Linked DNA regions of Mus musculus: regions 2, 3, 4, 5, 6 and 7 are each linked to region 1. The links are chromatin contacts, called in public HiChIP or PLAC-seq and promoter capture Hi-C maps. All regions are on one chromosome and are shown on one strand. Each heading gives the region's core, a stretch centred on a gene start, on an enhancer-like site or on the middle of the called end of the contact. The rest is flanking DNA. Distances are from core to core; before and after follow the strand shown.

What was found. Promoter capture Hi-C pulls out the DNA fragments that hold promoters and counts their contacts. HiChIP or PLAC-seq counts read pairs in DNA pulled down with a chosen protein or histone mark.
Region 2: a contact with region 1 is called in a promoter capture Hi-C map of pre-B cells, with 5 times the contacts expected there. The contact joins the promoter of Thra here to the promoter of Acly in region 1. A contact is called at or near these places in 3 of 39 promoter capture datasets (cranial neural crest, pre-B cells and second pharyngeal arch cranial neural crest) and 1 of 115 datasets of contacts at active chromatin or transcription factors (embryonic forebrain).
Region 3: a promoter capture Hi-C map of pre-B cells shows a contact between it and region 1, with 10 times the contacts expected there. The contact joins the promoter of Nr1d1 here to the promoter of Acly in region 1. A contact is called at or near these places in 1 of 39 promoter capture datasets (pre-B cells) and 1 of 115 datasets of contacts at active chromatin or transcription factors (astrocytes).
Region 4: a contact with region 1 is called in a promoter capture Hi-C map of pre-B cells, with 3 times the contacts expected there. The contact joins the promoter of Hdac5 here to the promoter of Acly in region 1. A contact is called at or near these places in 1 of 39 promoter capture datasets (pre-B cells) and 1 of 484 Hi-C or Micro-C datasets (B cells).
Region 5: an H3K4me3 HiChIP or PLAC-seq map of stem cell-derived neural progenitor cells shows a contact between it and region 1, with 3 times the contacts expected there. The contact joins the promoter of Wipf2 here to the promoter of Acly in region 1. A contact is called at or near these places in 1 of 39 promoter capture datasets (hippocampal neurons) and 4 of 115 datasets of contacts at active chromatin or transcription factors (astrocytes, embryonic hindbrain, embryonic stem cells and 1 more).
Region 6: a contact with region 1 is called in a promoter capture Hi-C map of cranial neural crest. The contact joins the promoter of Cdc6 here to the promoter of Acly in region 1. A contact is called at or near these places in 2 of 39 promoter capture datasets (cranial neural crest and hippocampal neurons) and 2 of 115 datasets of contacts at active chromatin or transcription factors (embryonic forebrain and embryonic stem cells).
Region 7: a contact with region 1 is called in an H3K4me3 HiChIP or PLAC-seq map of embryonic forebrain, with 2.9 times the contacts expected there. The contact joins the promoter of Gjd3 here to the promoter of Acly in region 1. A contact is called at or near these places in 3 of 39 promoter capture datasets (cranial neural crest, liver and pre-B cells), 5 of 115 datasets of contacts at active chromatin or transcription factors (embryonic forebrain, embryonic stem cells, epiblast stem cells and 2 more) and 1 of 9 other capture datasets (embryonic stem cells).

The regions. Positions count from the first base shown.
Region 1 is chr11:100,526,466-100,529,692 of GRCm38.p6, reverse strand. Acly (ATP citrate lyase) reads left to right here and starts at 1,693. Exons shown (of 28, transcript NM_134037.3): 1 at 1,693-1,898.
Region 2 is chr11:98,740,291-98,743,517 of GRCm38.p6, reverse strand. Thra (thyroid hormone receptor alpha) reads right to left here and starts at 1,733. Exons shown (of 10, transcript NM_001313983.1): 1 at 1,512-1,733.
Region 3 is chr11:98,773,698-98,776,924 of GRCm38.p6, reverse strand. Nr1d1 (nuclear receptor subfamily 1, group D, member 1) reads left to right here and starts at 1,548. Exons shown (of 8, transcript NM_145434.4): 1 at 1,548-2,207. The coding sequence starts at 2,177. It overlaps Gm31862 (a long non-coding RNA gene), which reads right to left and starts at 1,514. Exons shown (of 4, transcript XR_880204.3): 1 at 1,111-1,514; 2 at 1-286.
Region 4 is chr11:102,228,523-102,231,749 of GRCm38.p6, reverse strand. Hdac5 (histone deacetylase 5) reads left to right here and starts at 1,578. Exons shown (of 27, transcript NM_010412.3): 1 at 1,578-1,745. Mir8101 (microRNA 8101) reads left to right here and starts at 1,600; the gene lies at 1,600-1,710.
Region 5 is chr11:98,861,957-98,865,183 of GRCm38.p6, reverse strand. Wipf2 (WAS/WASL interacting protein family, member 2) reads right to left here and starts at 1,586. Exons shown (of 8, transcript NM_197940.2): 1 at 1,282-1,586.
Region 6 is chr11:98,906,216-98,909,442 of GRCm38.p6, reverse strand. Cdc6 (cell division cycle 6) reads right to left here and starts at 1,642. Exons shown (of 12, transcript NM_001025779.2): 1 at 1,462-1,642; 2 at 613-806. The coding sequence starts at 793. RefSeq lists an enhancer at 2,802-3,227.
Region 7 is chr11:98,981,577-98,984,803 of GRCm38.p6, reverse strand. Gjd3 (gap junction protein, delta 3) reads left to right here and starts at 1,784. Exons shown (of 1, transcript NM_178596.3): 1 at 1,784-3,227. The coding sequence starts at 1,788. The coding sequence ends at 2,624.

The DNA.
Region 1 (3,227 bases), core at 444-2,943:
CTAGCTAGTCCCAAGGGTCCACGACTTATTCCAGCGTTTGGGAAGCTGAGACAGGAGGAGGATAGACATTCAAGGTTGTTCTCTATTTAAACAACAAGTTTAAGAACAACCTGGGCTACATGTTACTCTGTCTCAAACAGAAAACAAACAGACTTTAATAAAAACTCTGAATTGCTGTCCTCCAGGGCCTGAATTTGAGCAACTTCAGAGACGATATTTATTTACTTGGGGAGAAGTGATCACTCACAGAGATTTGGGTAGGTTCTAGGCCTCTCCCTCAACTGCAGGAGCAAGGGGCACTCTAAACTGTTATTTCTAAAGAATGAGTATTAGGGAAGGGACCAAGAAAAAAAAAAAAAAAAGACGTCATCAAGGAGCACACGCTAGCCAGGAGTGGTGGCACGCCTTTAATCAGGAGGCAGAGGCAGGCGGATTTCTGAGTTCGAGGCCAGCCTGGTCTACAAAATGAGTTCCAGGACAGCCAGGGCTACACAGAGAAACCCTGTCTCGTAAAAAACAAAACAACAACAACAAAAAAAAAACCCAAACAAACAAAAAAAGGAGCACACGCTGGTCAAGAATGGGTGTTACAAGTTCAGCCATCCAAAGACTGGCCGAAAAGGGCCTGGGAGTGGGGGGCCTTGGGAAAGTGTTTGCCCAGGAGAGTGTTGCAACATTGTTGCAGGGAGCTTTTGACCCAGGGTTTTTTGCCAGGGGCACAGCCATGCAGATTCTCTGCACCCTGGGCTGACGCATCACCTGAGCTGATTAAAGGATGATTCTGGCCTCCTTCCTAGAGCTGGAAAATTGTTAGTTTCTGGGTCCATCTGGGAAGACATACTGGGACTAGGGGACAAGCAAGAGAGGCTTCCACTCCAGGGAAGCAGTGAATTCCTGATTTCCAGGACCTTATGATTTATCTATTCTGCCCCAGAAGTTCTCGGGTACCTGTTAGACTGGGCGCTCCAGTTTTGGGTTTGGAAAATATGTTCTATCTTTCGCAAGTAACAGAAAAGAGGAGGTTGTTCATTGCTTTCGGTGTCTTAGTTTGAGGTTGGGGGAGGGAGCAAGAGGTTGGGCAGGGATGGCCCCAGTCCTAAGTTTTAATCTCAGATAAATGATCAGCTCCGCCCAGATCCGCGCTCAGGTGAGCCTGTAAGAGGACTCGCGTTGGGACTGGCGTCCTTCTGGCCTCACTAGTTTACCCCTTCCTCCAATCTATGTCCTAGGTCGGACAGTCTGATTGTGTAGCGTGGTCGTGTAGACTGGCTCTGGTAAATTCCCTGGGGAGGGTTCCAGGAGCGGAGAGGCGACACGTGTGAAAGGAAAGCAGACGTAGCTTTTCAAAAGCAGGTCTAACGCACTGGGTTTGGTGTGGCGGCTTACAAGAGCCTGGGATAAGAACGTCAGTTGCTCTCCTGGGAGGGAGGAAGAGGACGCCAGGTCCAGGGAGAAGTGCTATAGCCTTTTGGGCCAACAACCCCCTCCCTCAGCTACCCAACCCGGCGGCTGGCCGGCCCAGCCCCTGAAACGATCAGGCCACAGCCCCCAGCCTCGTAGGTTCTCCTCCTAGAGCCGCCCGGCCCATCTCCCCATCCTAGGCCCCGCCCACGGCCCCGCCCACGTCCGGGACTACAAGTCCCATCAGCCCCAGGTCAGGCCTGAGGGCGGGGCCACCACAGCAGCGAATGGGGAGGAGCCTAGAGCTCAGGCTAGGGAACGCGTGTGCCCAATCGCCGGGCTGCTTAGCCTGTGAGCTGATGGGGGGCGGGGAGGAGCCCACTTGGGCCGGAACAAAAGCCGGATCCCCGGCTGCTGCAGGCGGCTGGAGCGATCCGAAGAGTTGGGGTGAGCTGGTGCTTACGGACAGAGAGCCACACTCAGGCTTTCTCGAAGAGGTGAGTACGGCAGTCGTAGGCGCGGGTGCGACCCCCCAGTACCCACTAAGCTTCCTGCTTCCCTCCCCCAACCCGGAACCACCTCCGGGCTCCCTGGCTGGGCGCTCCCGCGCGCTCCCTGCACCTGCTCGGAAGTTTTGTGCGGGTCTAAGCTTTATAGTAGTCTTCTCCCCAGCCGCGGGCCGCATGTCTACACCCTCCCAATCCTATTCTAGTTCCTGGGAGTTTGCACATTGCTTGCCACCGACCTTACTTCTCCCTCCTCCGGATTGCCTTTGCGCGTCCTGCTTCTTCTCAGCTCCACCCAGGGCCAGCTCTCGAGTCTAGTCGGGCTTTTTTTGGGACACTTTTTTGGGCCCCATTCGGGTTCCCCACCGGATGCCGGGGCGGGTAGTAGAGATGGCGGTGGCTACTCTCTCCACGCCGGCCGCTCGCAAGCCGGACTCAAGCAGGCCTGTCCTGTTAGTTCTGTGGTGAATCCCTTAAGCTCTATGTCGAAGTGTAGGGAGCGGGCCCTGGCCACGCGGGGTCGTGCTGCTTCAGAGTGCCTGAGGCCTTGCTGCGAGGACTTGGCTCCGGAGCGACGGCGCTGGATGGGCTCTCCCTGCTAAGGAGCTCCCTACTGGTGTAGCCCCCAAACAACAGATGGTCGGAGTGCTCAGGAGTCTGGATGAGACAAGCACCTAGGGTGTGTGTATGTGCGCGGGCGCGCGTGTGTGCAAAGGATGCTACCTACCTCTACCTCCTGTCAGGCCTGGCAGAGGTCTGGTCCCCAAAGCTTGCTGCTTTCTTCAGTCTTGAAATTCTGCTATGAGGGATCCCTCCTGACATAATTTTGGAAAGGACAGCATAAGGCACTTTAGTCTGCCAGCCAACCCTGTCTGTCCCCGCTTTAACTTTGCTCAGCATGTCGGGTTTCTTTACTATCGAGAGATAACTGTCCTGGAAAGATCATTTCCACCTCTTAGAAAGCTGCTTAAACGCTCCCCTCTGCGGGGGGGGGGGGCAGTAAAAGGAGGCCTTGAAGACAGAGTAGCTGCTGTTTTTAATCTCTATTTAGACACTGTCTGCTGTAGCAGGGAATACTCGGAAGAGTTCTGTCCGTTCCTTTGCTATAGGGGATTGCTTGCTTGTCATCCCCTCCCCCTCCCCAGCCCTTAAAGTGAGAGTGTTTTGTCGACCCTCCTCAGTGGGTCCCAGAGGAGTCTTCTTTAAAAGCAGGCTTCATTCATTCACCCTTCCCTCTGGGCTGCTCCTGGGGCCTCAGTGAGTGAATTCAGTCCTCAGGCAGTCACTGTAGAAAATAGCCCATTCAATTCAAAAGATCCC
Region 2 (3,227 bases), core at 484-2,983, 1.8 Mb after region 1:
TGTTGCTAAGTTCTGTACACATGTATTGATGTGTAGCTTCGGTTGTTTGTTTGTTTGCTTGAGTGACAGTGATCGTCATGGCAAGCAATGACGGCTACATGACTGGACACATGTGAACATGTGTGTGTTTCTGAATGACAGGGTCTTTTATGATTGTGCGACTGTGTCCAATTGCTGTGTGTGTGCATGTGTGCATGCATGCATTCGATAGTGACTTTCTCGGTGTGGGTGACAATGACTCCTTCTTACCCCTGTGTGACAGCATCTCCCTGTGATCCTATGCGTGGGTATGTGCATAGGCCGTCTCTCCGCCCTGCTCTTGGTCTCCCGTGGGTGTGTCCCACCCTTTGAGCTCCACTCTGCAGTGGAGGCCTGCCTCTTCCCTTGTCCCCATGTGGGTGTGTCCAGCAGCTCCTGTCCTTGAATCTGCCTGGATGTCCCCGAGTGAGCATGTAGCTGTCTGTGTAGGCATATCTGTTGTCTGCATGTCACCTTTGCCTCCCCCTTCATCTTGGACAATGGCCCCCTTCATCCCCTCCCCCTCCTGGGTCCAGAGCCAGCATTCAGGGGCAGGCCTCCCGTCTCCCTGGCTTTCCTTCTGTGTGCTCCCCCCTCCAGTCCCTAAAATGGGTGGCTCTCTTCATTGCCTCTGACATCTTCCCAGGCCTTCTTTTCACACTGGACAAGGGAGGGCCCAAGATAGAAAAGGGGCACCAGAGACACGTTGCAAGGGAGGGAAACGGGGAGCATGCACGCGCGCGCGCGCGGACACACACACACACACACACACACACACACACACACACACAGAACACGGGTCCATTTCTTCCTCTCTTCCCCAACCACAGGCCAACAATTCTCCTAATCATCTAGGGACCATCAAGTACACCCCCACTACTACAAGCTCACACTCCCCCCACCCCACCCCACCCGCCGCGTTTTTGCAATTAGGAGTGTTGCAACCAGAAAGCCATGCTCAACTGGAGAGGTGGGGAGGGGAGGGGGGCTTCTCTCTCCTCCAGCCCATGCAAGCCCCTCCACCCTGCCGCACCCACATTGCCCTTCCTAGCTAGAGACAGCTTTGCAAAGGCCATTCGGTCTCTTTGGCTGGGGGGGTGGGGGGACACGACAAGCTTCTGGCACACCGTAAACAAACCGCGGCGGGGCGGGCGGGGGAGCCTCGGCAGGCAGCGGGGCCCAACCCGGGAATGCGCAGCAGACCGGCCGGACAGAGGCCGGGGCGGGCCCTCGAAGGGGAGGCCCAGACGCCATCTCCCTGGGCGAACCCCGGGGCCCACCGACCACTTAACAGCACCTTCTTTCCCCAGGGCGTAAGTGGCTAGCTCTCGGGCTGTGACAGGGTCACCCGGGCGCCGGAAAAGACTGAGGTCGGCGGCGGGAACCCCCTGGGCGCCCCCAGCCCGCCTCCAAGCTGGCCAGAGACCCGCGGCTTTGCATAATCAATCGCGATGCATTTGCATATTAATGCCCCCTTGCTCCCTCCTCCTTACCTCGGCTTGGCGCGCTGGTCCGAGCTGAGCAACGACGCGGGGGTCTCAGCGCCCCGTGCCGGGGGCGTCCATGGGGGGCCGGTGGGGCCCGGGCCGCCCGCCTCCAGCGCCGGGGTGTGAGTGCGAGTGAGCGCGGGGGGGCGGGGGGCGAGTGTGGCGGCCCCGCGGCTCCTCCGGCAGAGGCGGCGGCCGCTCTGGCTCCTCCCTCCCCCGCCCCGCTCCGGCTGGGGCTCCAGCTCCGCGCGCCCGGCCGGCTCGCGGCTGCTCCCTGCAGGCCGCCTCGCAGTCGCCGGTCCCCGCCCCTCGCCCCCCGCCGCTCCCCAGCTCCTGGCCGGCCGCCCCGCAGCCCCTCTACCGCCTTGGCCCCTACCAGGCTCAGACTCGCCCACCTCACCCCCGCCCCCCCTACGGCTCCATCCAGGAGCGACGGTCGGTGACACGTTTTGAGAAAGATGTCATTTTCAAATAAAATAGCTTTCATTTGCGAGGAGAATTGGGGGAGGGGGGTTCTGGTTTGCACCCTGGGGTAGGGGGAGAAGGACCGAGGAGATCACTGCACCTTATAAATCCGGGAGGAAGTCCAGATACCAAACGCTAAGGGTAGTTTCAGAGTTCGGGTCCCTTCTTTGCGAACAACTCCCTGTGTGACCTTGAACACATTACAGCATCCAGGGTAAGAGCACAAAATCCAAAGGTTGGACAGGTTACTTCTGAAATCCTCCTAACTTCAACCATCCTATTTCTAGCCGTTTTGGAGGCTCGTTCCACATTGTGCCTCCTCTCTCGTTTCTAACATTAATGCTGAATCCACTGTCTCCTCTTGCAAACGTCTCTGTTCTCCATGGAAGCTCTTTCTAGTCACTGCCCACCAGCCATTCCCCAACAATATACTCCTATACTAAGCTTGGGGAATGGGGGTGGACAAGACTCGCTACAGCCCCTTATCTCCCAGCTTCTCAGAGGTGATATTTCCTCTCCTGTGTATACCATCAAAATCCAAATGGTTCAAGGGCCAATCTAAGCAACAGAGTGGCTGCAAATAGGTGGACTCCTTTTCTCAAAGGAGAGGTCTCCATGCCAGTTCCGGACCCTTGCGCGCGCACGCGCGCGCACGTGCGCCAACCACACACACAAAACACACAACACACACACACACACACACATACACACACACACCTGCATTCGTGGACATAAAACCCTGCCAGTGACGCCAGAGCCCCTTTCATCTTGGGATCTACTACCGCCAGGCAGAGGTCTAATTACCCTAGCACCCCCCTCTGGCCCCGCCGGTTCCCCCGCTATCATTAGCCCAGTTTTACCAGCGGGGGCCATAGCCTTCCCACGGCTCCCAGGGCGGAGCCCTGCCTCCACAGCCTGCTCTTGGGGAGGAGCCAGAGAGTGTGTCTGGGGAGCTGCTCTTCTAACCGTTCAGTTCATACTGGATAGAATCGTTTGCTGAGTGGGTTGCTGACCAACAGTCTCTCCAAGTTGGGCTGCCCTTGCACATCTTAGTTCCAGCCACCTACATCCTGAGCCAATGGACTCACTTCTCTTACAAGGGGTTTTAAGGGTTTACAAGGGATGAGGAGAAGGGAGAATGCCTCTCGTGGGGCTCCCGATAGGGAAGGGACAGGAAGCTGGATGAGGGAGGAACGAAGTGGAAGCCTACGGTTACTGGGGATGGCAAGGGGGACTGAAGGACACACACAATGGTTG
Region 3 (3,227 bases), core at 299-2,798, 1.8 Mb after region 1:
GGGAGAAATGCTTGCTCCCCCTCTTTTCCAAGCCCGTTAGGCACGAGGGAACAGGGCTAAAGTCTAACCTTCAGATGATCAGTGGTTAACCCGGTCAAGATCATTGACCTTAACATTCAGCTTTCTTTCTCCTTGGTACCCCTAATTCCAGCTTTGAGGGTCTCATGTTGTTTAAGTCTCAAATCACTGAGCTCAAAGTGGTCCTCCTGGCTCAGTTTCCCCGTATGCTTTTCTCTGACTCCAAGGTAGCTTGCTTCCCAGGATTCCCAGAACTCTCTGGAGCTTCCTAAGTGCAAGTAGAGAAAGACTTAAGGTTAAAAAAAAAAAAAAAAAAGCACCCCCCCTCCATCCCCAAGTGTAGAGATTACAGAGGACTTGGAGATAGGAGCAGGGTGGCTGGGGCTTACTCGACTGCTTGAAGATACGTGTCCATCTCTCTTTACAACCCAAGCCCCAGAGAACAGACCCCTTCCCCCAGGCCTCTGTGTTTCTCACTCCTGAGATGACTGCTGCTCTGAGAGAGATGCTAAGTGCTTCATGTGCTCATTTATCCGCCATCTCAGGGACGGGACGGTCACAAGAAATAAGCAGTGAATGCCTGACCTTGAGCCAGTCCCTGAGATGGCGGTCCCTTTTCTTCTTCAGTAAGAGGAGGGAAGATCCTCACTCCCTCCTCGCTTAGTAGGAGCTTGCTTTGCAGCTCAAGTCAGCTTCAAATTCACGACAGTCCTCCTACCTCAGCCTCTCAAGGACGGTGATTGCAGGCACGAGCCACTACACCCTGCCAATTCGGGGAGTTGAGGGGTGGGAGTTAAATGATCCTCATGTTCTCCCTAAACTGTGGGCTTCTTCTGCTATCATGAAGCCCTGCAGAGAGCAGACCCCCCTCTCTCTATGAGGACCTCAGAGCACTTTCCCTTTGTTCTCCTTTTTATTTCCCAGACAAAGGGAAATGACTCACCCCAAAGTCACTTGAGTGGGCAGTGTGGTGTCATATAAGCAAACAGGGAGTCCCTAGGGATATCCCCGTGCTATGCCAGTCCTACCCGTGGGGGCTGGGGTTAGGGTGAAGAAGAGAAAGGGGTTTTATTTACACTGCTTGTCGCCCACCTTGTCACCATAGCAAAAGATGCTTAAGTTCTTGATTTAAGGGAAATCTCTCCTCCCAGCTTGTCTTTCTCCCCCTAGTCACCACTAACCTCAGGGTGAGGTCAGTTCTCCAATCACGTGAAGCTCTCACGTTTGCTAGGTTTGCAGAAAGGGCCTTTTAGCTTTGATCTTCCACGGAGCAGTAAAGCTTGCCAGGCCCTCCCCAGGAATTCACATGCCCTTGCCATACAAGGCTTTCCAAACACGCCACCCTGACTCTTCAGAAAACCCCACCCCAGTCCACTTTCAGCTCCTCCCCGCTGCCAGCAAGCACTTTTGCAAAGCAGAAAAGGAATAGGCACACTCCACCTACATTGTCAGTAGACTACAAATCCCAACAATCCTGGCGGTGCGCAGGCGCACAGATCTCAACGTGCCGGCTGCTGGAAAAGTGTGTCACTGGGGCACGAGGCGCTCCCTGGAATCACATGGTACCTGCTCCAGTGCCGCGTGCGGCCCGGGAACCCTGGGCTGCTGGCGCCTGCGCAGAGCCCTCTGTCCCAGGGAAAGGCTCGGGCAAAAGGCGGTTGAGATTGGCAGAGTGAAATATTACTGCTGAGGAAACGTAGCAGGGCACACGTCTCTCTTTGCGTCCTGGTGCCTCATTTCTCCATCACCTACTTACTTCCTGGTTGCAGCTTCTCTTCCTTTGGGACTTTTGCACCCGGAGCTCCAGATTCATTACCCTGCTTCACTGCGGAGCCTTCAGGAGTGGCATCCGGTGCACTGCAGAGACCCGACTCTCCTTGCTACCTTATAGCCAGAACTGCTGCAGGCTGATTCTTCACACACACACTCTCTGCTCTTCCCATGCAAATCAGATCTCAGGTGCCTCAGCGTCCTACCCTTCTGGAGGGCTGCAGTATAGCCACCCCAAGACCTTACTGCTCAGTGCCTGGAATCCTGATTGCGAACTGCGGGGCTCACTCGTCTCCCTCAGCCATTGCCCAGGGGGCGAGAGAGGCCATCACAACCTCCAGTTTGTGTCAAGGTCCAGTTTGAATGACCGCTTTCAGCTGGTGAAGACATGACGACCCTGGACTCCAATAACAACACAGGTACTGAGATTCTTATCTTTGCTCTGTCACTGTCTCCATTTCCATCCAAGGCTTATGAGAGGAACTTTGTAAGGGATTGGGGATTCCCTCTGGCTGGTGTTTGTTACTGTGCTAAGATGAAAGCCACTAGGTAAGATTTCTAAAGAGGGTTATTACGGCTGGGAATGTGCCTAAAACGCATCACTAGCACCCCCTGAGTTCCCCTCAGTCCGAGAACGGATGAAATGGAGGGTGGATACCAGTGGCGAGTGGAAGAGTTTAGGGAGACTCAGCATTTTGAAGCAGTCTCTGGACACGTCCCCATTTGCCCACTCCTTGCAGCTATAGTATGCCTGTCTCTTTTCCCTTTTCTACAGTTCTAGCCTACTTCCAGGTAGTCTTGGGAAGTGGGGCGATCCGGGCTGGTGGGTTTGCGTGACTGGGTCAGAGTTCACAGGGGAATCCTCAGCGGCAGTGGGGAGCTTCATTTGAGGAGTCGGGTGCTTGGGACTCATCTCCAGGCAGGGCACCCACAGCGACTTAGCCTGGGGAGGGCTCACATGGCTGCAGAGCCGGGCCCACGTGCTGCATTTGTTTTCATTCAGTAGAAGCCGTGGCCGCCATCTCATTGGTCATTGCCTCCCGGCCTCGTTACATAATGAGCTCCGCCCCTCAAGTTGCCGGAGCAACGCTTGTCGCCTTCTCTCCTCCCCTCAGTTGTCCCGGCCCAGCTTGGTTTTAGGGCCAGCCTACGACCCAGGACGCCCGGGAGGGGCGGGGCGAGGGCGGGGTTTTCCTTGCGACAGAAGGGAAGCGGAGAAGGCGGTGCTTCGAGTTCCGGGGTTCCTCGTTGGGGTGCCACGTGCGAGGGGCACACGTGGAGTGGGGACGTGAGGCCAGCTGAGGGCCAGGCTCCCGCCCCGCCCTTCTCCGCCTAGATCTGGGTGAAGCTGGGCTGACTCACCGCCCCCGCCTGGCTTCTTTTCCTCTCAGACTGCCTGGCCCTTACCCTCTATGACCGAGACTTGAGTAATATGGGGG
Region 4 (3,227 bases), core at 329-2,828, 1.7 Mb before region 1:
AGGCAGGTGGATCTCTATGAGGCCAGCCTGGTCTACAAATTGAGTTCAGGACAGCTAGGGCTGGCTACACTGAGAAACTCTGTCTTGAAAATAAGTAAACAAAACAACAAAACAAGAAGGAGGGGGAGGGGGAGGAGAAGGAAGAGGAAGAAGAGGAGGGAGGAGGAGGAGGAAGAAGGAGAGGAGAAGAAGAAAAGAAGGAAGAAGGAGAAGGAGAAGAAAAGAAAAAAGAAAGAAAACGTTTGGTTTATATAACCTAGATTTTTCAGGCATACAGAGTCAGACTCATGAACGTTTGTATAAAGTATTGGAACTAATGGATATTTTGTTTTGTTTGTTTGTTTGTTTTTTCCAGACAGGGTTTCTCAGTATGGCTGTCCTGGAACTCACTCTGTAGACCAGGCTGGTCTTAAACTCAGAGATCTGCCTGCCTCTGCCTCCCAAGTGCTGGGATTAAAGCCGTATGTCAAGGCAATAAACAAAGTCTAAGAGCTTGTCAGGATGACCAAGATACCTGAGCCTACTTCCCTGTCCTAGCCCAAAATCACATTCTTGCCTGAAATCTACTTCTTTGTTCCACCCTAAAATTAGATTCCTACCTGAACTTACTCCCTTGTCATGGCCCAATGTCAGATTCCTGCCTGAATCTCATTTTCTTGTCCTTGACCAATGTCAGATTCCTGTCAAACGCCCCAAAAGCCGCTTTTACACCCCCCACATATGTATAATTTTGAGCATCTGTATGATAACTTACTAAATAGATGTCTCCTAGTTTATTTGCAGATACCTACCTGATGGATATTTATTTAGGTTGTTTCTGACATCTCATATAACAAACAATCTCTTCCTATACTCATTTTGGAGCACAATATTTTCTTAGAATACATTTTTTGCTAGGAAAATTGCTAGGTCATTGACAAAACAATGTAGGTTTAATGATACAGTCATGTTCAGTTCCACTGACGTGGTAGTAGTATGTGTGGTATCAAAGTTGGGGACCAGCGGACTTTTAGGTTCTTGGTCTGTTCCTTTGAAGGCCAGGGACAGTTACAACCTATGCTGGCTTTCTCCAAGGAGTTTCTTTTAACAAGATGCAGCGCTGTGCCATATTAGCACGGTGGGTTAGAGACTTGTCCAAGCTAATCTTTCAGCTTTGACGCGCCTGCAGGGGCTTCCACTTCCAAGGCAGCCCCTAGGATTCCACCCCCCTCTACCCTCCCCCTAACGAGGGAAGGGCGTGTTAGGGAACAGCTCAGGCGGGCAAAGATTGCACCATCCGCCGTTTGAAAAGGAAGTCGAAAAAGCACAGAGAACAAAATCGTAAATCCCACACATCCAGCCCCTGCAGCAGCCGGGGTCCGGGTTCTACTCAGTTCATTACTTGGCGAAGAGATCGGGATCCCTTCTCTGCCACCTCCACCCCAGCCTAACCTTGGGCTGGGCATTGGCCCTTTAAGAAGCTGTCACGGTGGCGCTATTGGTCCCGCCCATCTGAGGGGAGGGCCGAATGGGAGGGGAGGGTTCTCGGTTGAAGCCCGAAAAAGGGGGGGTCTGAGCCTATTTTTAGCTCGGGGTCGGGTCACGTGACGAGAGTGACGTCTCCGAATGTTGTTGTTGGTGGCGGCGGCGAGCGGAGCCGGAGGAGCCGCCGCAAAGATGGAGGAGCCGTCGAGGAGGCGCTGCCGCTGCTGTTGCCGCCGCTGCTGCCGCCGCCGCCCGCGAAGCCGGAGCTCGAGCCGCAGCGGGTGAGCGCGCCGCACCCGCCAGGACCCCACCTCCCACGGCCCCGGGACGCCCCGCAGCGTCCCGTCCTCCCGCCGTCGCTGCCCGCGGGCTCCCCGCGACCCTGTCCTTCCTCCCGGCGCGCGCGCCGAGCCAGCCCGCACCCCCAGGGAGCGTCGCTGGGCCCGGGGAGTGTCGCCTTTGGCTCGCCGCGCGCGCCCCTCCTCATCCCTCCCTTGCAGGGCTCCTTCTCTGCAGGTAAGGGAGGGGCCGATTTTCCCGCACCCCGCACCCCGCGCCCCCAAATGTCCCGCAGACCGGCCGGGGATGTCTGATTTGTCTCCTCCCCGGCGGCTCATAATCCGTTGCAACTGCGATTTGAGCCTTGCAACCCGCATTCTGGGCAGACCCTCTCTTCACTAGACACCCCTTTCTTGTTACTCTGAGGTGAGGGGCGCAGCCCACCCACAGTGCTTCTCCAAGTGGCGAAGAACATACCCTTGATTTTATGTCCTTGACGTCCCTGCAGGTGGAAGAGGACTGCGGGGCCCATCTTACTTGTCTGTGCTATTCACCCCCTCGCCTGTGAGGCGTTACTGCGTTTATTACCACCCTCTTCTGTCTGACACCCTGGAGCTCGGGAAAGAGCTGGGAGATGAATTGGTGATCTTTCTTGGCTAGGGCAGATCTCCCCACCCCACTCCCGCGCCCAGTTTTCATCTTGGGTTTGTTTCTCATGGGGCAGAGGTTCTAATAGTGCCTTGTTAACTTGGGGGAGTCGGCTTCCCCCCTCCCCACCCATCCCTGGGGCCCTCAGGAAGATGAGAACTGGCTGGACGATAAGTAATTAATCTAAGAGCTGGGGGGGGGCGCGGGGAGTGTGTTTCATTTCGGGGAGAAGGTGACCACTTCATGTCCCTGCGTTTGGCCTTCTGAGATGAGCTTTGTCCCTGAAGAGGAAGGATAGCAGCTGCAGTTGCTTTTGGGGTGTGTGTGGTGTGTGTGTGTGTAGTGTGTGTAGTGTGTGTGTGTACCCATCACTCTGGTAGTGACCACTATGCTTCTGGGTCCTGGAATTAGCTTTGGATCTTGGGAATGGGAATGGAGAGAGGGGTTTAGGGATCAGTGGGAGGGGAAGATAGAGTTAGATCCTAGGAACAAAAGGAGGCAGGGATGGGAGATTGGTTTGGGCCAGAAGACCTCTGGCTAATCCTTACATTGGAACCTGTTGGCCCTCCACTTAGGTCCTAAGGTTGCAGGCAGGGAGGGTCTCCCAGGCTCTTATGCCCTCCACACTGGGACCCAAGAGCCCATGCTGGCTGTGGAGATGGGCTACGGATGAACCATGTTGTGGGCTCCTCATTCCAGTCTTCCCTTCTCTTTCCCTTCCTAAACAACAAAGCTTGAGGAGAACTTGGTCTGCCTCTTCCTTCTGAAGTCTTCCCTTTTCTCTCTTTCCTCTTAGACTTGGATCTGGACTAGATCTTGTTAAAGACTGGGAGCCC
Region 5 (3,227 bases), core at 337-2,836, 1.7 Mb after region 1:
TCAGCAGTTAAGAGCACTGTCAGCTCTTCTGAAGGTCCTGAGTTCAATTCCCAGCAACCACATGGTGGCTCACAACCAACTGTAATGAAGTCTGATGCCCTCTTCTGGTGTGTCCGAAGACATCAACAATGTATTCATACAATAAAATAAATAAATCTTTTAAAAAATATATTAAGATAGCTGGGTGGTAGTGGCACACACCTTTAATCCCAGCACTCAGGAGGCAGAGGCAAGTAGATCTCTGCGAGTTCAAGACCAGCCTAGTCTACATAGTGAGCACTAGAACAGCCAGGGCTGTTTCAGAGAGAAACCCTGTCTTGAAAGAAACAAAACAACAAACAAACAAATATAGTTTACGGGGCTGGGCAGTCATAGTGGCCCACGCCTCCCTCTGAGGTAGAGGCCAGCGGATCACTGTGAGTTCCGGGCCAATCTGGTCTACAGACTCTGAGTTCCAGGACAGTGAGGGTTACACAGACAAAGTGTCTCAAAAAAAAAAAAGAAAGAAAGAAAGAAAAGAAAAGAAAGAGAAAGAGAAAAAGAAAGAAGAATTTCAGGGATCAGATGTAGCAGGTGGATCAGGATTTAAAGGCCAGCAGAAGCGGGGACAGAGGTAGATTCCAGTGCACACCAGCTTCCTCCAGCTCCTCGTTTCAATATTATCCTTCCAGAATATGCCTTCCTAATCAGTAACTCGACCGCACACACAGCCTACGTCTAGCGAGCGCCTTCAGATTTTCATCTTCCCTCAATTTCACGCCGCTCCAACAGGGATCCTTCAACTGCAGGTGCTTCCAAGAGCATCTCAGAACATCACTCCGACTCCCTCTCATCCCACACTCTCAACATCTCCCCCAGTGTAAACACGTTCGCTCTCAATCCTCCTCCTCACCCCGATCAATCCCGAAACGTCACACCGATCCTCCTAAACTCGAGAGCATCCTGCCAATAATTACCTTTCCCCAACAGGTCCTCCCTTCCCCATCTCCCCCTCCGCGCACGGCTCCCCTCCTACCTCACCCAGAGTTGCCAGTCTTACTCACCTCACCCAACCCTTCAGGATCTCTAATTTCCTGTCTCTCAAAAAACCTCCCTCCTGCCCATTTGCTCAGTCGGTCCCCGCCGCCCTCCACTCGGATGGCCCACGCCCCCTCTCCAGGGTCTCCAGGCCCCGCCCCCAGGACCCCCTCTCCGCATCAGGCCCCTCCTCCGGTGTCCCTCCCCCCCCCCACCACAGTCCCCCCTTCCCGGCTCTCCCTCCCACTCAGGTCCGCAGGTCACCTCAGCGGCGGGCTCAGCCGCCCCGGCGTCTTTCCCACTCGGCGGGGGGCTGCTCCGGGAGCGAATCCTCCGTCACCTCAGTCCTGGTTTAGTCCTGCTCGTTCGCCCCGCGGCAAGCTCTCTCGCTCTCTCTCGCTCTCTCTCTCTCTCTCTCTCTCTCTCTCTCTCTCTCTCTCTCTCTCTCTCTCTCTCTCTCTCTCTCGCCGCCGCCCCTTTTACCAACCCGGAAATGGATCCGCTCCCACCGTCCCCAGCGTCCGCGAACAAAATGGAGGCGGGGGAAAAGGAGGAGGGAGCCGAGGGCCGAGGGCCGCGGGACGCATGCGCTCAGGGAAGCCTGCCCTCTACCGGCGCACGTGGGGGCGGAGCGCCACCATCTTGAGAAGGTCGCGAGTCCGCAGTTGGAAGTCCCGTTTGCATCTTGGGACTGCAACTGGGGCCGCCTGCGAGGCTTTCAGTAACGAGTGATGCCAGGATTCGGTCCATGAGATGCTTATTTAATTGGTTGGATGCGGCCTGAGCGTCTCGACCTTTAAAATTGCGCAGGTAGAGAACCAGTGAGCTAACTGATGTATCTCAAGTATGTTTTCTTTCGTGTTTATTTTTTTGCGCGCACACACACACACCATAAGCCCTAATATGGTCTAGAGTACCCTTGAAGAGGCCCAACAGACAAGCTCTGGTTGTCATAGCAACAGAGAGGCGAGCTTCTTCTAGCAGGTCATTGGTTAGGTCGTTGTAACCACTTAACTAGTGATCCCCAGCTCGGTAGGCTGAGGCATGGTGTTGTGAACTCCTCTATAGGTGCTTGGATGAGAGAGGGGAGTCCTTGTCGCTTGCTGGTTTCCATTGCTTAACTCTGTTGCCGATGACTAAGGATCTCATCTTCATACACAAAGCTCGCCACCACACCAAGCAACCCCATTGCTACCCTATGTCTCACTGCTTCTCCATCCAGTCAACCCAGTGACCAGGGCTGAACCTCAAGTAAAAGGCCAATATCAGCTAGCACTTAATCCCCACTCACTAACTGTGTGTTCGTGGGTCTCAGCTACCTCATAGTGTTTGTCCTTTCTCACAGTGCTTGAAGGCTCATCAGGTAATGAATGAATGGGAAAGCATGTGATAAGCCATAGCCTGTTATTATTTTTGTTTTCCCTCTGTTCTGCCCCACCCACTAGTGCTAAATGTCACATTGAACATTTGCTTTGGGCCATTCATTGAGCTCTGTACCTGGGGATGGTTCCAGATGTGACTCAAGCAGACAGCTTCTGCCCTCCGGGAGCTCACCATGCTGGTGTATGGTGCTCATGCGGGCTGGCATGTAAACAGACAGCTGACGTCCAAGTCAGTGTGCGATTAGAGTTGTGACATGTGCCGGGATGTCACAGGAGTGATGAATTCCTGCTGAAGAATGAGAAGAGATTTGTAAATGGTTTGAACTAGCCCCTGCAAGATGAGTAGAATTTTGCTGGGCTCTGTAGCTCAGAGGAGGCAGAGGCAGGCAGATCTCTTAGCTGGGGGCCACCCTGGTCTACAGAGCAAGTTCCAGGACAGCCAGGACTGCACAGAGAAATTCTGCCTCAGAACACCAAAACAAACAAAACAAGAAGAAGAAGGGGGCTGGAGAGATGGCTCAGTGGTTAAGAACACGGATTGCTCTTCCAGAGGTCCTGAGTTCAATCCCCAGCAACCACATGGTGGCTCACAACCATCTGTAATGGGATCTGATGCCCACTTCTGGTGTGTCTGAAGACAGTGACAATGTACACTCATATATAAAATAAATCTTTTAAAAAGAAGAAGAAGAAGAGGAGGAGGAAGAAGAAGAAAGAGGGGGAGGAAGAAGAAAAAAGAGGAGGAGGAAGAAGAAAGAGGAAGAAGAAAAAGAAGGAGGAGAAAGAGGAGGAAAGAAAAAAGATGAATAGGATTTTGTTACTAATCAG
Region 6 (3,227 bases), core at 393-2,892, 1.6 Mb after region 1:
AGTATGCGTGGTAGCGCGGGAAGGACCTCAAGTCTGAGGCAATCCTGGGCTACAAAAGCGAGTTCCAGGCCAGCCTGAGTTAGAGATCATTTCTCCAAAAACACCAAACACATCGAAAACCGGAAATGGCTGTCAAGTACTATTTGATAGCAAAAATTAAAAAAATATTAAGAATCTCATCAAATTTTTCTTTCTCAAGACAGGAGTTCTCTGGGTTAACCCAGGCTGGCCTGAAACTCACTCTGTGGACCAGGTTGGCCCCAAACTCAAGAGACCCACCTGCCTCTGCCTTCTGAGTGCTGGGATTAAAAGCAAGCTCACCACCTCCCGGGTTATTTGTTTCCTCTTAATTTCACAAGCACGCAGGCGAGTTCCATAACACTATAACTTCAAGGGAAATGTAAAGGACAGAACTAAGGAAATGAAGATCAAACCTAGGTTCCTTAGCAAATGATCTCTAGTGTACGGCTCAACCGTGAAATTCGGTACACACTTGGCAGCCATTATGAAGGCAAATACAGCTCTGGTTTTAAGAGCCAGGCACCTCAGCATCAAGGCAGGAAAGGCTGAGAGCTCAGTCACAAAGTCGCACTCACAAAGCGGAGGGCTTACCCAGACGTTTTCGGGGACTGAGAGGCAGAAGTTTTACGTCCACACACGGAGTGGTGGGTACAGGCTGGACGTTTCTAAGTTTTACTTCACAATCCCGGGAATTGGGTTTCTTCAGGGTATTAGATAGCTTCTTTTTCGGAAAACCGATGGTAGCTTGTGTCTGGGATCTGGTTTGAGGCATGATGGCCACACAACTGGATACAAAGGAAAATCAGGAGAGCAAAGAGAAAAACACACAGAGCAATATAAATAATTATATTGGGGACCAGCACTCCATAAATCACGTTAACATAGCATTTTTAACATTTAGTTGTGCTTCCCATGCAAATCTATGTAATAAAGGGTAACGTCTGTCTGCCTAGTACGTGTAACATTCCGTTATACACATATTACACACTACAGTCTTACCATACGTCAAATGTAGACACTATTAGCCCTCTCTTAAAGAGATAGTCACAGAAACACACGGCTATCACCCTGGGCACCCTGGGACCAGAAGCCAAGTTCTTACACTTGTATGATGCCAGAAGTCTGTCTCCATTTATTTCTATAATACTTTAGCTCCTTCCCTGCAGACATGTGAGACGTCTTTAGCACTGGTTTGGTTCCAGACCGTCACCTTTAGGCTCTCCCAAGTCCTGGGCAAGGGCAGCTGCGTCCTCTGCTCAAAACTAGCCAGCACTCCACCAAACTCCCGACCCCACCCTACACCGTTTCCTCCCAGCAGCTCTCTCCTTCCCAACGCGGCGTGCTCGAACCGCTTCTAGAGCTCACAACCCCCTCCCTGACCCAGCCTCAGACCCCAGGCGATTTCCCGCTCTCCACCGGCCTTGCTCGGACCAGCCTCACCTCTCTGGACACCAGACCTCGCGGAGCTTTGCACTCTTCAGGGCCGTGTCGCTCAGTGCACACTCCTCGCGTCTCGATCACCACCGTAAAAACTCTCCCGCCACAAATTCTACAGCAGCTGCAAAGTCAACTCGCGCCAAAGCCGCTCTACTTCAGCCTTCTCGTCTCCCGCCAAAGTCCAGCCAGGCTTCTGATTAGTTGTCACTCATCACCACGCCTTCGCCGGTGACGGCCGGCAGCCAATAGGACAGCCCCAGGTCTCAGCGACCACCACGAAGTCACACCCACTCGCCCGGGAGGGCGTTAACTTTTGAGACCTCGGAGGAAAGGCGCGCGTTTACGAGCGCGTCACGCCGTAAAGCCTGGCGGGAAGTGTAGTTTTTTTTTTTTTTTTTTTTTTTTTGCCTCTACGCACATCTACTTCCGTATTTTTATTTCTACTTTGTCCTCCACCCAGCCTCCCCACCGTTGCCTAACGTCCTCATTCTACTGGGCTACCTTTGCTCATCTTATCTGCCAAACATCCCTATTTTCATTATTCTGGTGGGCTAGATTTTAAGAGGGCTACAAGGCCTACTTTTTGGGGGGCGGTCCTGTATGGCATGAAGCAAATGAATGTATAAGGTCACAGAATTTTCTGTGGGGAGGAGCTGATAACTCGAACCAGGGTATTTTTTTGGGGGGCGGGGGGGCAAGTTCTAGACCTATCTAAGCAAACTGACATCATCTCACTATTTGTTGACTTGCGCTTGCTCAGTGAGAAACAAGTGCAACACCAAACGTATAATTTCAAGGTCATACATTCCAAGTGCTGCCTTAACATCCATCTAGCTACACATCATAGGGAGTAAAATTATGTCTCTTTAATTTGAAAATCTCTTATGGCCAAGCACTAGGGTCTGGGACCCAAGGAAAAGAGTTATCGGCAAGGCAAGCTGAGCATTTAATGAAAAATGTAACTAGAGCAGCCATTTGCAGGCAGGTCAGGCTCCAAGGTTACTCGGGTTCTTCTAAAGACCAGAGCCCAATTCTAGGTAATGGTAAAGTCTATGGGATTTTGTTCTTGGTTTGTTTTGTTTTGGTTGTTATTGTTTTCTGAGACTTTTTATTTGTAGCTCTGGCTGTCTTGGAACTACGTAGACTAGGCTGGCCTTAAACTCAAGAGATCTGTCTGGGTCTGCCTCCCAAGTGCTGAGATTAAAGGTGTGCGCCACCACACCTGGCTATAGGATATATCTTTTATTGTCTGATACCAAATAAAACAGACACAAAGCTACAAGTAGGAGCACAACAGCACAATCGCCAGTTACCTCTCATTTCAAATAGCTGGGAAGAGCCAACGTAAGTGTGTGGGTCTGAGCTCGTTATTTTACCTCTATCACCTTAATTAGTCTTTATAAGCACCCGAGGAAGGTTTTTGGTTTTGTTTGGTTTGTTTATTTTTCGAGACAGGGTTTCTCTATAGCCCTGGCTGTCCTGGAACTCACTTTGTAGACCAGGCTGGCCTTGAACTCAGAAATCCCAAGTGCTGGGATTAAAGGCGTGTGCCATCACCGCCCGGCTCCCTAGGAAGTTTTTATAACTAATTGTAAGAGCTGATATTTGCATTTTAAATAGTCTGACAGAAAACTAAACTCTTGACTACCTAATTATGGAGGATTAAAGAGAGTTGGGTTCTAAACAGGTCAAGATGGTGAAGGGGTCCACTCTGTGAAGGTTTTCGAGCAGCTAAGCACTGACTCCAGAAGAAAACGAGCTGCCGTGGT
Region 7 (3,227 bases), core at 535-3,034, 1.5 Mb after region 1:
AAAAACACCATCTTAAATCGGGAGTCCCTCTTCCTGGCCCACTCGGGTCCCCGTGGATTGTCTATCATGGTCCCGCATCTCCCCGCACCTAGACTGGTAGACAAAGCTCCATATTAGAAAATCCTTGGCAGAAGCTTTTCTCACTGCTGTTGACCTTATGAGGTGCCACACACCTCACGGTAAACCTAGACATTGCTGAGTAGGAAAGACCAGAGCTTTGGCTTAACCACGGTAGCCAGCTATCTCCACATCTTCCTGATGCCCTCACGGAGTATTTCCAAGCACTGGGTTTGGGGTTTCTGTAACACAGCTGAGACCTGGTCATTAAGATGGGCGACTATGACGGGTGTGGTGATGCATACTTAATGTCCTGCACTTGGGAGGCTGAGGCAGGAGGATCATTTACTTCAAGGGCAGCCTGGCCTATACGGTAAGGTCCTGGCCAGCTTGAACTACACAGCGAGACTCTGTCTCGGAACAAAGTAAGAATCTTAGAGTTTAGCTGGCTCAGGTGACAGACCAAGAGATCTTAGCCCAAGTGACCTACATGGCTCATCCAAGGTCCAATAGTGGCAGAACCAAAAGCCCCCCCCCCCCAAAGCCATATTTGTTGTCCCCTAAAAGCCGAAGTTATCTCCCTCTGGCCCACAAGACCCTTCAAAAATGGGGTCAGTTGGTTGTGGTGGACCTAGTCTTCAGTTTGAGGAGTCTGCCAGGAGATAGGGTTCCCATGATTGATCTCTCTGGCTCCCTCAATTAAAAAAAAAAATGTAGCTCTAGTTAGCCTCCGTCCATCGCCAGATGGAGACATGGCTATGGGATGGGCATGGGGGGTAAGGGATGGAAAGAGAAGGCAGGAAGGACCCAACAAGGGGTGTGGCCCTGGATCTATTTCCAGGGTGGAGCCGGACCACAGGTCACCCTGTCCCTTTAAGAGAAGGGGGAGAGCTAGCCCCTCTCAGCCATACTTGTCCTATCATCCATCCCGGCCAAAGCCAAAAAGGAAAATGAAAGAGGGACCCAGAGGGACAGGTCCCAGCTGTCTCTCAAGGTCCTCCGCTCAGCTCTAAGGCCCAGGTCCCGGGGTAAGTGGGGTTGGGGACATCTAGAGGCCACTAAGGGTCTACAGGGACGGGACGTGGTGTATTCTGTGTGTCTGGGGAGGCTTACAAGAGATGCTTGATAATTGCTATCAGAGAGGAGTCGAGGGGGCTGTGCCCGGTCTCCTTGGCTGAGGTTGGTGAGGAAGGGAAGATTGAGGGCGGGCGAGAGATCCTAAGTTGGAAAAACAGGCTTCTGTGTCAGCTTCCAACCCCAAAAGGCGTTCCCTGCTGCGAGGTGAGAGAGAAAGGAGACAGTGGGGGCTCACCCGGCCTGGCCCTCCCCTTGCTCCCAGGGGTCTCAAACAGAAGGAACGTAGAATTCTAGACTCCAGTAGCCGCTCTTGCTCCTGGCACAAAAAGCCAGGCCAGCAAGGTTGGCCCTGAAGAAGAACCTAGAATCTGGGGAACCTTAGGGTCTCCCTAGCCAAGCAGGCCCAGGCCAGGTGTGCGGGGAAATCCCTCCTCAGCACCCCTCTATGCCCATATGAAGGAATCCCATAGCTGAGGATGGACTATCCTCACACTCTGACATTAACTCATTAAACCCCAGAAAATATTCTTTCCCTGGCGCCCTCCGAGATTGTTGAGGGACGGGGGTGGGGGTGGGGGTGGGGGGTGGCGGGGGACAGGGGGTATTCAGCCCGCCCCAGCCTGTGACTACCCCCTTTCCTCGTCCCCAGCGTCATGGGGGAGTGGGCGTTCCTAGGCTCCCTGCTGGACGCGGTGCAGCTACAGTCGCCGCTCGTGGGTCGTCTCTGGCTGGTGATCATGCTGATCTTCCGCATCCTGGTGCTGGCCACGGTGGGAGGTGCGGTGTTCGAGGACGAGCAGGAGGAGTTCGTGTGTAACACGTTGCAGCCCGGCTGTCGCCAGACCTGCTACGATCGCGCCTTCCCGGTGTCCCACTACCGCTTCTGGCTCTTCCACATCCTGCTGCTGTCGGCGCCGCCGGTGCTGTTCGTCATCTACTCCATGCACCAGGCCAGCAAGGAGGCGGGTGGTGCGCAGCTGGCCCCGCCGTGCGCGCGCGGGCGTGCCGAGGCGCCGTGCTCCCCGTGCGCCCTGCGCGCTCGCCGCGCGCGCCGCTGCTACCTGCTGAGCGTGGCTCTGCGCCTGCTCGCCGAGCTGGCTTTCCTGGGCGGCCAGGCGCTGCTCTACGGCTTCCGCGTGGACCCGCACTACGCGTGCGCCGGGCCACCTTGTCCGCACACGGTCGACTGTTTCGTGAGCCGGCCCACCGAGAAGACCGTCTTCGTGGTCTTCTACTTCGCCGTCGGGCTGCTGTCGGCGCTGCTCAGCGTGGCGGAGCTGGGTCACCTGCTCTGGAAGGGTCGCCAGCGCGCCAAGCTGCTCCCGCCGCCGCCGCCGTCGCCCTCTTTGCCATCGCAGCGCGGGGACCCCGACCCTTTCGGCCCGCCAGCCTACGCGCACCGCTCACCGGCAGGCGACAGCGAGGGCGAAGGCGGCAGCGGCCACAGCAAAGCGTCGCTGGCTACCGTGCGCCAGGACCTGGCCATCTAGCGGCGAGATCGGAGGCTGGATATCAGCACCCGGGTCCTTGGAGGCAGAAGGCTTTGCTTCTGAAAGACTGCGTAGGACCCTGCCTGAGCAGAAGATGAGCAGAGGGGACCGCCAGGGTTCGGGTGGGGGAGGTGTCGCACTTCCTAGTGCTGGTTACGGCAGCCGTGTTAAATCAGGGAGGCTCCTCGGTGCTGTGATCCCTGCGGAAAGGGAGGACGCCAAGGGCTCCCCTGAGAGGCGGCAAACCGGCCGTGGGTGACCTGATTGTTGCACCGGGGACAAAAATCAACAGTGATGGCAACATTCCCAGGTTCCCTGCTAATTCAGAGAAGAGTGGTTTTCCGTGAGCGCTCTGCACACACTCTCTCTGGACACACTCAGATGGGTTGGCTGCTCAAGCATAGTAAACCTCTATGAGCTGTGTGTATTTGCATGTGTATGCTTGTGAGGGTCCGCACATGCGTGTGTCCACACGTATACATCTCCCAAGTGACAGGCGATAGAGACCTGGGTTCATGCCTGCGTGCACAGAAATGTACATGTATGTCCTTGAAGGCTCTGTGTGGATGCATGTACGCATGCGTCCTGTGTTAGCTCTGTATA